Linked DNA regions of Mus musculus: region 2 is linked to region 1. Evidence: chromatin contacts called from public HiChIP or PLAC-seq data. All regions are on one chromosome and are shown on one strand. Each heading gives the region's core, a stretch centred on a gene start, on an enhancer-like site or on the middle of the called end of the contact. The rest is flanking DNA. Distances are from core to core; before and after follow the strand shown. Region 1 has its middle 68 kb from the start of Gm33210. Region 2 overlaps Gm1715 (predicted gene 1715).

Region 1 (6,837 bases), core at 2,621-5,120:
GATGTAGGGTTGGTGAAGATCCTTTCCCTTTCCCAATCTGTGGGCTGCTGTGTTGTCTAACCCAGACCCCAGAGGACTTGAATGTTATGTACTCACTTAAAGTGCATATTAACCATTAAATACAGGATGCCCAAGCTACACACCACAAACCCAAAGAAGTTAAATAGGAAGCAAGGAAGGCCCAATCAAGGATGCTTGAATCTCACTTAGAAAGGGGGAAATATAGTCAGAGGAGACAGATGGATGGAGGGAACTGGGTGGGAAAGGGGATGAGGAGGGAATGGAGGGGTTCAGGATCAGGTGTGGGGAAAGACAGGAGAATAGCAAGATGACCATGAGATTGGGTGGAAATTTGCAACTGACAAGGGTGAGGAGTGGTGGGCAGTATCTCAAGGACATGACAGAGACCTGGGATAGAGACACCCAAGAATCAATTAGGGTGACCTTAGTTGTGACTCACAGCATTGAGGATATGGAACCAAAAGAGGTTACCTCCTGTAGCCAGGCAGGAACACTAATGGAATGATAGGGACACCAACCCACTCACAAAACTTTTGGCCCAAAATTTATCCTGTCTGCAAGAAATACAGGAACAGGGATGGACCATAGACTGAGAGATTGGCTAACCAATAACCAGCCCAACTTGAAGCCTACCCCATGGGCAAGCACCAATCCTTGACACTATTAATGCTACTCTGTTATGCTTGCAGACAGGAGTCTAGCAAGGTTGTTCTCTGAGATGCTCCACCCAGCAGCTGACTCAGACAGATGTAGACAACCACAGTCAAACAGTGGAGCTTGAGGACTCTGATGGAAGAGTTGGAGGAAGAGATTGTTGACCCCTAAGGGGGTAGGAACTCCACAGGAAGACCAACAGAATCAACTAACCTGGACACTTGGGGCTCTCAGAGACTTGAATCACCAACCAAAGAACATACACAGGCTGGACCTAGGTCTCACCATACATATATGGCAGTTGTGCAGCTTGGTCTTTGAGTGGGTCCTGAAGAAGGCTATCCCAAAAGCTGTCTGTGGGATATTTTCTACTAACTGGCCTGCCTTGTCTGGCCTCAGTGGGAAAGGAAGCACCTAGCCCCACAGAGACTTGATGTGCCAGGTAGGGGGATACCCAGAGGACCCGCCACCTTCTCAGAGGAGGAAGGGAAGTAGGGATAGGCTGTGGGGGGGTGAATGAGAGGGAGCAGTAAGCAAAATGTAAACAAGTAAACAAAATAAAAATAAATAAAATACATAAAAATAAATAACAAAAAATGACAAAAAAGGAAAAGAAACCTAAACTGGTCTTTGAATACATGGCAAAATCCTTCACCATAGTTTGTGCAATACCAATCAATAATGTCAAGTATACATACAAACATGGCTTGTTAAGAGGAATCAGAACTTGGAGTCACTTTTCATTTGCTTGCCTGTGCTCACCTCTGAGTTTTCATCAGTTTCTCTTTGGTGCCAGTAAGGAACAAAACCAGTACTTGTCTACAGGTAGATCATCATATTCTGGTTTTTTTGTTTGTTTGTTTGTTTTTGGTTTTTTTTTTTTTTTTTTTGCTTATCTCAATCAACTATTTTGTTACTATTGATTCAAATTTCAAATAAATATGAGTTTTCTCTACTGTAATTTGCGTGCCATTTCTACTCTCTAATGTTCAAATCAATCTGACAGTAATACTTGTTACTTCAGCCTTTTAAAATAATGAAATATGGTCTCCTGAGTGATGGACTAATAATAGCATTAAGCCTATCACCAAGCATAGTACATATTTAAACAATGATCTAATCTCTATTTTTTGTTAACTCCGCATAATACAGAAACTAAATGATAGGCTGGGAGCTAAAATGGTGGAAACAGGGCTACTGCCTCTAGAAGTTGCACCATGGGAAAAGGCAGAAAATGTCCAATTCTCGTAGGTTTAAAAGAAAAGCTAGACGAGCCCTGAAAAAAATCAAGGTGAGGTGTGTGTGCCTTTGAGACTCGGTGGCATAAGGGCTGTGGAAACCACACTCAAATTTAGAACAAGGAGTGAGAAATTTTTCAGTGGGAGTTTCCGATGAAGAGAAAAATTTGATGACAACGGGCCTTGAGTTTCAGGAAACATGATTCATAGGTTCAGAGGTGAGGGAGAATAGGCTGGGGACGAGGGGGAAAGAGAATCGAGGGGACCTAGGTCTTCTGCTGCTTGTCATAAATGATACACAACAAAGGACTGATTATAATTAATTCTTAAGATGTTCCCAACTTTTTGCTGAGTTATTAAAAGTATGCCATTGAAACGTTTCTCTTCTGTAGCAAAAACTCTTAAATACCATGTTGATTTTTACTTAGAAAATGACTAAGAGGAAATGTTACCTAAGAACAGAACTAACTAAATATAATATACAAGGGTTGTAAAAAAGAAAAAAAAAGATTCAGACAAAAGTCCATGAGAGTTTTGTGAAAGAAATAAAGGAAGTAATTAAAATGTGTGTTCATGACAAGCGTTTATACTTTTGCCAAAAGTAGGAAAAGTCAACAAAATTTTAATTAAAAAATACTGCCTGTAAGAGATGCATGGCAAGGAAGTAAAGAGTTAATAATGAGATTTAATTTCTCTGAGTACATTTTTCCCACAATTTTAACTTTTCAATGTCATAACAAAAATTTTCCCAAAAGGTTAGTCAAAACATACTTAGATCACAAATTAAAATGTTACATGCAAGCAAAGCAGGTGAACTTTATGTCGGGTTTATAGCAAAACTTCAAAGATCATTACATTAAGTCTGTACACCACTAGAAGGGTACATTCTAAATTCAGAAAGGATACCAAGGAGGTGCCGGATCACTTGTGGTTAGGCAATGGTTCCTACAGTCCTGAAGCCTCTCAGCGCAGAAAGAAATGCTATGCCTACACTGAGGCTTTCTGGGTTTTGAGGAATATATATATATATATATATATATATATATATATATATATATATATAGAGAGAGAGAGAGAGAGAGAGAGAGAGAGAGAGGGGGGAAGAATCAGGTTCAGAAGGGATACTGTGTGACCCTACTTCTATACGTTTATGGAATGGCAAAGTGTGAGAAGTGGGATGTGGGGGAATACAGCATGATGGTATAATGTTTGTTTAGCAATGTTAAGAGCCTGAGTTCTTATGTTAGTTAACACAAAAGTCATTAAAAAGTTCTGAGGAGAGACATAGTAGAGTCTCACTACTATGCCTTGCCCAGGAAGAGAGATATAGGCTAAAGGGGAGGGGAGGTCTATAAGGGCCATTGGAGGGACCTTGGGACATGGACTAGGTCAGAGTAGAATACTACATAGGGTTCAACTCATAGACTACATTTGCCATGTACACAGTCAACCTGGGTACATGTCATGGAACTGGTAGGCTGTTGAGATCCTGGATAATGCATAACACTGGTTTTCAAGAGGTTTCCAGTCTGAGCCAAGAGGTCAATGGGCCTAATACTTTGCTGTAACTGAAAGTAAATCCACAATTACTTCAATTAAAATGAAGCAAGCACAAAAGGCATTAGAATGATATGAGTACAGTCTTGATTCAGGGATTCTGGCATCATTGTGTATACACCATGAAACGGAACAAATGATTAAATATTTTAATGATTGGAGAGTTGGGATTCTTACCGTCAGAGAAGGAAAACATAAAGGAGTGAGGGAAGAATACCAATTAAAGATAAGAATTGTAAATGTCAAAATTTCAGCTACATTTCTTATGCTCTGTCAATTTAAAGGCCTTAAGTGAGAACATGGGAAGCAGCCGGGTCTTTGCTGCTCAGTACCATACTCTACTCTAGACTTCCTGATTCCCATCCTAGGTCTTGAATGGACAAACATCCAAGGCCTGTGTTGTTATAACAACGGGAAAAGACATACTTCAAAGATTAGGAGACATATGAGAGGAGCAAGAGCTGGCTCACACAGGCCAAATTAGAGATAAGATAAACACTAAAATGAAAAATGATTGTAATAGATCAGAACATTAAAAGAGTCATTGGATTCTAGTGACAATATAAAACATAAGAGAAAAGTCTGGGTGGAAGATCTTTACAAAAGAATGCTAGCTCATTTATAACCTAGCAGAAGGAATGCTAAAACCACCATGTCTACACTCTGAAATTGCCAATAATATTGAGTCAAAAGCATCTGCTTAGTATTAAAGTAATTGGTACAAATGCATTGAATCCAGCTGGACTCCGAGTATCATCTTGCAATTGTATATTCATGACTCAGATAAGGAAATAAATAAAGAGGGCAGGCTGGAGATAGGACTCATAAGTTTAGAATCCTTGTTTACTCTTACACAGGGCCTGAGTTTGATCCCCAACACCCACCCACATGGTGGCTCACAACCATCTGGAATTCCAGTTGCAGAGGACCTGACATCCTCAGCCACTAGATATGCATATGATGCATGCACATACATGAGGTGGTGCATGCACATACATGCAGGCAGACAAACACATAATATTAAATTTAAAAAATAAAGTTAAAAAGAGTAAAGTAAGAACATGATAGCCTGATGCAATTAATAAGTCCTGGTTTGATCCTGATCAAAAAAGCAATTGGAAGGAAGAAGAGCCTCAACCATTAAGAAAACTGAGAGATGGACAGTATTATTTACACTAGATAACATAGATGTGATCATGGTGTTGGGATTAGTTAGGAGAACGTCCTTACAATTGATTCAACTATTCACATGGGAAGAACCATGTTGTGTGTAGTATTCAAATGGCTTGTCAAAACTACAAATGGAGAACAGAGGCAAAAAAAAAAAACCATTAATGCTTGGTGATTGTAGCTGAAGTGAATGTGGCATTCTTTAAATTCGACATTTTTCTAAATAAAGATTAAGGGAAAAACTCTTTGCTCTTTATTTTGCTAAACCATATTTCAGCTTAACTTAAAAAAAAATAAACACAACATGCCAGGCATCCTCTAAGACTTTTGCAAAGTCTACCTTTCTCCTTAATTGGCAAAAGTTGTTTAAATAAATCCACAAGATGGTTTCTGATTAAATTCCAGAAAGGAGTCAAATAAAAGAAATGGCATCTGTGATCCAACAGGAAGGGGGAAAAAACGTATCTGTCAAAATGTTATTTTATTTTGTCTTTGTTGTGCCCAGCCAGTACGCCTCTTCGTTATTTTTAATCCCAGCTAGAGAAGTTTCAAGTTATTTTAGAAGGCCCTGAGAAACAAATCCCAGCAGGGTTTGTTCTTATCAATTTGTAGCTCTAGTAAGACTGCATTTTGTTCTGTTTAAATGCGTTTTAGATTTTATTTTAGCCCGAGGATAAAAGTTCTGTTAAAAATTAGATGGCAAGTTGCAGGACTGATAAAGACGTTGCCTATTACACACACTCCTGTGGGAAGGTGAGGGTGGATGGAGGACGCGAGGTATGGCTGTGAGGGTTAGAAGGATAAATGAATCCTGTCCCTTTCCTAGAAACAGATTCTGGCTCCCGGGTCAAAGGGACATCCAGTGGTGGATCCACAAATCATCCCACAAAGCTTTTAAGGTTCAGACATGGCATTATGGGTGGGTGGGATCTGGGGTGGCTGTTTCCAGGTTGTGACATCTTATTCAAGAATGAAATGAGAGTGTACGCAGATTACAAAGGTAGCAAAGATAACTTATCCAGAGCAAAGCAATAGTATAGATTTAGGTGGGGTGCATGATCAAGACCTACTCAAAGGCCCAAATTACTGCTTAAAACCTCCTTTTATTGGGGTTCAAGTGGAAGAGCTTGCTTATGAAAGCTGTAGCTTGGAAGGTTCTCTAGTTTGACCGCCTGGCTTGAGTTGCATAGACCTTGCTTGCAATGTATGTTCTGAAGTGGGGATTTGGGGGTTCGTTGGAGACTCAGTTGTGTCATGTGATGTTTTTCTGGAAACTGTCTTAAGAGAGGATGTTTTGCTGAAACAGTCATGTGAGATGTTTTGCTGCAGGAGACATGGGAGACGATGTTTTCCTGAGAAAAAACGTGGTGTTTTTCTGGAGGCTGCCTGGTGAAAGGTCATGTGATATCTTGCTGGAGCAGATGTCTGAGAAGACATGTGAGGTTTAGTGTATAGGGGTATAAGTGTAACCCAACAGACAGTGGACAGTGCTTTTGCATTGGTTTGCTTTGCAACTCTTTGCTGGTCTTCCTTGGGCTTTGTTGATGCTGGTCTTCCCGGAAGACACTCTTGCATTGGTTTGCCTTGCTTTCTTTTCTGGTTTTCGCTTGTCATGACTTTCTACAGAGAAACACACCAAAAAACTTCTGGTGGTATTCCAGATGCTTCTTGCTGCTTCCTTGGACTCGTGCCAATCAGCAGAGCCTTGTGGTTTCTTCTGGATCAAGCCACTGCTACTTACTATTCATGTTTGGTGTTTGCCAAGTGAACTAGACTGCCACTGCTTATTCTTGTTTGGCGTTTTGCTAGTGGACTGAACTGCTAACTATGAAGATTAAAACTACCCCGAAAGAGCCATTTCTAAACAGGCCCACAACCCCTGTTTCCTATTATCCTTTTTTCCCCCTACTTCTGGTGGATGGTGGGAGGAGGTTGAAGCATTAAAGAACCACAATTAAAGTAGGCCTTAAAAAATCTAAGACTACAATGTCCCTTCCCATAATGTATATTATTTTAATCATGTTTTTGTTTGCCTGATTATACATAGAAATAAGATGATAAATAAGGAATATTCCTTAATTCTTTTGAAGGACAAGGGGTGACACAGTATAGTCCAGTCTATAAGGCAGCGATAACTGAATCCTTCGGTGGTTCTATAGCACAACTGCTAATCAGGAAATACTGCTTCTCAAATTCA
Region 2 (6,837 bases), core at 1,361-3,860, 190 kb before region 1:
GGCATCAGCATGACGTCAGCAGGAGGAACTGAGACGAATTCAATGGGACACTGCACCAAGGACAGAGTGGAAACTGTACTTACCTCATGGAGACTTCCAGGCTCTCAGACAGATTAAATTGGAATAGAACGAGCACATGCGTTCCTCTATTTATTTACTTGGCAGAAGGTGCCTTATTTTATATAGATCACATAGCCATCACTGAAGATGTATGCTATTTTTAAAAGTGTCACACCCTAGTGGAGAGAGCATCTGGCTTCTTGAAGGGCACAGTGCAGTCTGAGGAGACACAGGGAAGGAGGTAGAAATGATAAGCCTCTCCCCATCTCCTCCTGGAAGCTTCTTTAGTTTGATCTTTGCCTCCTCTCTGAACCCAATTCACAGGATTTCCAGGGTGTTACAATGGTTTTGTTTTGCACATGGACAATCAGAGGTTGTCTGTCCGAGTTAGAAACATACATGCCCATAACTGCACACTTGGGAGCAGAGACATATTGCAGACCCAGGTCTGTCAGATCCCAAGCTTGTAATTTGTCTGTAGCACCCTGGTGTTACCTAAGACCATACTGCGTATGTGTCATGGTATCAGGTCAAAGGGATGTAGAGACCTGGAATGACAGGGCATGCAGACTTGCTGCTTAATACTGAAACTCTTCAGTGAGGTTGTGTTAGGCTTTTGTGCATTGGTTCAAGCAATGCCTGAGAGATGGTATGGTCAGTCAGTGTAAATGTGATCAGATTTGCATGTGTCTTTGCAATTACTTAGTGGTAGTGACCTTCAGCAGTGTCTTTATCTCTGGTGCTGATGGGATGCCACTTACAGTTGGGGCAGGCAATGGAGATCTATCCTGGAAGCCAATGTCCAGGAAGACTGGTCCTAGGTCCAGCACGCTTCATCGTTTACTGTGGTGTCTGCTCATTCTTGAGTATCACACACACCCTGATTCCACACCCCACCCTTGTGATTTATATCCTCTGGTCCTACCATTATGGGTTTGTTTAATTGAGGACAGGATATGTCAATTCCACCAGGAAAGAATAAGAGCACTACCCCATTTTTGGAGCTAAATTTTAAGCAAGCTTTATTAACTGCCAGGCAAGATGATAGACACTGGACCAGTCAATACTTGGGATTTGCAGAAAAGATGGCCCTGAATTATGTTAGTCCAGTGCTTATAAAGGCAAAACCTACAGGCTACATACTTCCCACTTTTGTCCAATCCAGGGCAAAAATACATCCTGACTTCCAGCAATAGAGGTCATGCTCAAGCAGTGTAAATCTGATTAGATTCATATATGCCATTTGCAATTACTTAGCTACTTCCAAATTCATGCATGCTTCCTGCCTATGTACCTCCCACCTCCGTGTGATCAAGCACATTGTGTGCTTTACGGGAGTGAAAACACATGGCTTGTTATCTTACATGAGCAATAGTTGCCAGCATTCTAGGGAGTTATTTGCCCTTGGGCAAGTGGGACTTACAGATTAGAGGCATTATTTTTCTAGACCTCTTAAGCACAGCATTTTAAACTTAAAACATAACTGTAGCCATCACAGATACTGGTGGGTTGAGCACGACTCTTATTTTGTGTTAGAGAATGAGGACTGAGCTCAGGGTACCTAATTCCTTGATGACATCTGAACATGCAGTATCTTCTCCCTCAAGTGGTACCTTTGTTCTTCATTTGCTTCCTGGTCTTCGAAAAGCCACTTCCAGGCACCTAAGCCACCTTGATCTTGAAGGCTTCTGTTCTGAGAGAAATTTAGTCTCATAGTTCTTTAGGCATTACGTTCTCACCACAGCTTAGGTCTCTAACATTACTTAGGCCCTGTAAGGTCACTACTTGGGTTTAAAATCATCGGACTGTAACCTTGATCTAGGAGTTAATAGAGTTCAATTTCAAAACTCACCCAAATCCATTACTTATTCTGAACTATTTATTTGGAAGTTTGGTCTTATTTTGCGTTAAAATCGGCCTCTCTGACTCAGTATTAGACTCAGCCAGGGAGGTTGTACAACTGACCATGAGCCATCCTGTGGAATTTTTATAAGATTGCCCCGATTGGAAAGGGATGTTTCTTATAGAAGGCTTTTGTATGAATAAGTTTTAGGCAGTATCTTCCACAAACAGCTTTGGAATTACTACCATTCAATTTTCTTTGCTAGGAACTCTTTAGGAATTTTGTTTGTTTATTTTCTATAACCTGACACCAAATAGTTCCAGTTGCCCTATGGCCAGACTGAACTCTGATCAACATGGGTTGCCCTTATTTGTATGACCTATACTCACTTTGGAAAGACTGCAGAACTTCTCAGAGATTGTACCTAGTGGCTCACAGTAACTTTCCAGAACTCTATACTGGCCAGTTTGGTCTGTCCTTTGCATGGCCAGGAATCTATACACAAAAAAACTCTTCCAAATGTACCCTGCTCCCCAATATCTGATGCTCTAACTTGTTCTAAGGGGTGATTCCATTCATTCCTCTGCCACCCCTCTCCACGATAATAATTGTAGCTAGACTTCCAGGCCACAGTACAACCTTCAGTGAGAAGTCTTCAGTGATAATTTCCTCCAGTTGGGGCCATCACCTAACAAACTGTGAATCAGCTATGAATCACCTAACTCTGCTATGAATCCATTAATGGATTAATTCACTGATGCAGTCAGTGCCCTCATCATCCAATTGCCTTTTCATAGAGCCATCAGCTGGGGCCAAGCTCCTAATGCAGGATCGATACTTCTCAGATCCACAACAGATCCATAGCATCCCTCCTCTTCTCCTTTCCCCAACCACTCCCTCTCATTCCCTCAATGTTTCCCCCTTTCCCCTTTTTTTCTCCCGTTGCTGAAGCTGAGGGTGGCAACCTGCCTGGTCCTGTGAAGTGGTACCTTGCTGAGAGGCTGGGAAGGACATTAAGACTCTTAAGTCCTTGTTGGTTGGTTTTGTTTCCAATGAGTTAATTTCTAGATGTGGTGAATTTAATGGTAACTTTTTGTTGTTAATAAAGAATGACAGATGTGCAGATAATTTTGAATTGTGTTAATGCTATGAAAAACAAATCAGCCCTGTTGGCATAATACCTGATTTAAATAATGAATTAGCAGCACATTAAGTTTCAGTGCCTTTGTTGAAAAGTGTAAATCTGAGAGCAAGATGTGTTTGTGTGAAGTATAATACCCTAGCAATTCTGAGTTTGCTTCATTGTCTTATTGAAAAAAAAAAAAAGCACACATTCAGTCTCTTCGGATTTTCTGATCAAATTCTCAAGGATAAAAGTATTAGACTATAAAGATCTTTATAAATTGACACAATCTCGACATAGTATAGCCTGTGATCCCCTAACAATGATTTAGAATGTTAATTGGAGTATATATCCTTTTTGATATTTGGTTTGTTTTCTCTATAAATTATGATCAGAAATCTACTTGAGAGAATTTTTTTCCAGTAATTGGTATCAAGTAGTATTAGAAAAAATGTAACCCATGTTTCCTATTTTATTCCTCCATTAGCTTTGAGCATGCTATAGACTCTCCTCTTCCACATAGCATCTTCTGCCCCTTTAGCATCAAAGACAGGCCAAGGCTGACTCTTTTCTTGGCCAGGGCTGATACTACCCCCTTGTAATTAGAAACAACTTTATAATCAGAACCAAGGCTCAAAGAGTTTACATGATTCATCCAAGTTTTCAGAATTATCAGTGACTGAGCTAGAGTCCACCTATGAATTTTCTTGTTTCAGACCCACCATACTGATCTAAATTAGCAAAATGGAGGATTAGCCCCACTCAGCTCATGACTATAGTTTCATCCTTTTTATAATTAGCCCTGGGATACACTCACCAGTTAGCTGTTTTCAATATACATCACACACTTCATCTATCTCTCATATACCCAGGAACATTTGAAGTTTGGGATTCCCATCCTTGCTCTAACTGTACTGTCCTAGATTTGGAGCTAGGTGGAGAAAGATTTGTGTAGATTCATCCAATTACTACCAGTATATGTGCTCAGAAAACCTCCAAGCCCATTTCCTTCACACTTGGAATAAGAAAACTTAAGATTGTAGAGCTGTTGCAAAAGCTGAAGGAGATCAATTGTAGCGTGCTTGGTGTCCTTTAAACATCTGTTTCCAGTGATCGCCTCCTTCAGTGTTTCCCTTTGTGGAAAATTTCCCCCATTCTCTTAGCTTTGAAGGTGCTGCTCCCAGAGAAGTGTCGGTCTAGGTGGTTTTAATTGCTACTATAAGAGGATATTAACACTTGAGCACCGGGGCACCTTGCCAGCAGAGTCGCCCAACACCCGCAAGGGCCCACACAGATCCTAAGACCTCTGGTGAGTGGAACACAGCGTCTGCCCCAATCCAATCACGTGGAACCTGAGACTGCGGTAAATAGGGTCCACTCGAGCACCGGGGTACCTTGCCAGCGGAGTCACCTGACACCCGCAAGGGCCCACACAGGATTCCCCACGGGATCCTAAGACCTCTAGTGAGTGGAACACAACTTCTGCCAGGGGGCAGGTTCAAACACCAGATATCTGGGTACCTTCCCTGCAAGAAGAGAGCTTGCCTGCAGAGAATACTCTGCCCACTGAAACTAAGGAGAGAGCTAGCCTCCCAGGTCTGCTTATAGAGGCTAACAGAGTCACCTGAAGAACAAGCTCTTACCAGAGACAACTATAACAGCTAGCTTCAGAGATTACCAGATGGCGAAAGGCAAATGTAAGAATCCTACTAACAGAAATCAAGACCACTCACCATCATCAGAACGCAGCACTCCCTCCCCACCTAGTCCTGGGCACCCCAACACAACCGAAAATCTAGACCCAGATTTAAAAACATTTCTCATGATGATGATAGAGGACATCAAGAAGGACTTTCATAAGTCACTTAAAGAATTACAGGAGAGCACTGCTAAAGAGTTACAGGCCCTTAAAGAAAAGCAGGAAAACACAACCAAACAGGTAGAAGTCCTTAAAGAAAAACAGGAAAACACATCCAAACAGGTGATGGAAATGAGCAAAACCATACTAGAACTAAAAAGGGAAGTAGACACAATAAAGAAAACCCAAAGCGAGGCAACGCTGGAGATAGAAACCCTAGGAAAGAGATCTGGAACCATAGATGCAAGCATCAGCAACAGAATACAAGAAATAGAAGAGAGAATCTCAGGTGCAGAACATCGACACAACAGTCAAAGAAAATACAAAATGCAAAAGGATCCTAACTCAAAACATCCAGGAAATCCAGGACACAATGAGGAGACCAAACCTACGGATAATAGGAGTTGATGAGAATGAAGATTTTCAAATTAAAGCACCAGCTAATATCTTCAACAAAATAATAGAAGAAAACTTCCCAAACATAAAGAAAGAGATGCCCATGATCATAAAAGAAGCCTACAGAATTCCAAATAGACTGGACCAGAAAAGAAATTCCTCCCGACACATAATAATCAGAACAACAAATGCACTAAATAAAGATAGAATATTAAAAGCAGTAAGGGAGAAGGTCAAGTAACATATAAAGGAAGGCCTATCAGAATTACACCAGACTTTTCACCAGAGACTATGAAAGCCAGAAGAGCCTGGACAGATGTTATACAGACACTAAGAGAACACAAATGCCAGCCCAGGCTACTATACCCGGCCAAACTCTCAATTACCATAGATGGAGAAACCAAAGTATTCCACGACAAAACCAAATTCACACATTATCTTTCCAGGAATCCAGCTCTTCAAAGGATAATAACAGAAAAGAAGCAATACAAGGACAGAAATCACGACCTAGAACAAGCAAGAAAGTAATCCCTCAACAAACCAAAAAGAAGACAGCCATAAGAACAGAATGCCAACTCTAACAATAAAAATAAAAGGAAGCAACAATTACTTTTCCTTAATATCTCTTAATATCAATGGACTCAATTCCCCAATAAAAAGACATAGCCTAACAGACTGGCTACACAAACAGGACCCAACATTCTTCGACAAGGGAGCTAAAACCATCCAGTGGAAGAAAGACAGCATTTTCAACAATTGGTGCTGGCACAACTGGTTGTTATCATGTAGAAGAATGCGAATCGATCCATACTTATCTCCCTGTACTAAGGTCAAATCTAAGTGGATCAAGGAACTTCACATAAAACCAGAGACACTGAAACTTATAGAGGAGAAAGTGGGGAAAAGCCTTGAAGATATGGGCACAGGGGAAAAATTCCTGAACAGAACAGCAATGGCTTGTGCTGTAAGATCGAGAATTGACAAATGGGACCTAACGGAACTCCAAAGTTTCTGCAAGGCAAAAGACACCGTCAATAAGACAAAAAGACCACCAACAGATTGGGAAAGGATCTTTACCTATCCTAAATCAGATAGGGGACTAATATCCAACATATATAAAGAACTCAAGAAGGTGGACTTCAGAAAATCAAATCACCCCATCAAAAAATGCGGCTCAGAACTGAACAAAGAATTCTCACCTGAGGAATACCGAATGGCAGAGAAGCACCTGAAAAAATGTTCAACATCCTTAATCATCAGGGAAATGCAAATAAAAACAACCCTGAGATTCCATCTCACACCAGTCAGAATGGCTAAGATCAAAAATTCAGGTGACAGCAGATGCTGGCGTGGATGTGGAGAAAGAGGAACACTCCTCCATTGTTGCTGGGATTGCAGGCTTGTACAACCACTCTGGAAATCAGTCTGGCGGTTCCTCAGAAAATTGGACATAGTACTACCGGAGGATCCAGCAATACCTCTCCTGGGCATATATCCAGAAGATGCCCCAACTGGTAAGAAGGACACATGCTCCACTATGTTCATAGCAGCCTTATT

What was found. HiChIP or PLAC-seq counts read pairs in DNA pulled down with a chosen protein or histone mark.
Region 2: a contact with region 1 is called in a CTCF HiChIP or PLAC-seq map of the NIH/3T3 cell line, with 14 read pairs. The contact joins two enhancer-like sites. A contact is called at or near these places in 1 of 15 datasets of contacts at CTCF or cohesin (the NIH/3T3 cell line) and 1 of 9 other capture datasets (embryonic stem cells).

What each region holds. Positions count from the first base shown.
Region 1 is chr9:52,503,589-52,510,425 of GRCm38.p6, reverse strand. No RefSeq gene overlaps it. Among named protein-coding and RNA genes, the nearest start is that of Gm33210, 68 kb to the left of the region's middle. Within about 2 kb of position 3,870, at least 3 of the 459 cell types and tissues checked have an H3K27ac peak or open chromatin away from gene starts, as enhancers often do. A contact at or near this core is called in the NIH/3T3 cell line, where this site is marked.
Region 2 is chr9:52,693,429-52,700,265 of GRCm38.p6, reverse strand. All of the region lies in intron 1 of Gm1715 (predicted gene 1715), which reads right to left. Among named protein-coding and RNA genes, the nearest start is that of Gm1715, 17 kb to the right of the region's middle. Within about 2 kb of position 2,610, at least 2 of the 459 cell types and tissues checked have an H3K27ac peak or open chromatin away from gene starts, as enhancers often do. A contact at or near this core is called in the NIH/3T3 cell line, where this site is marked.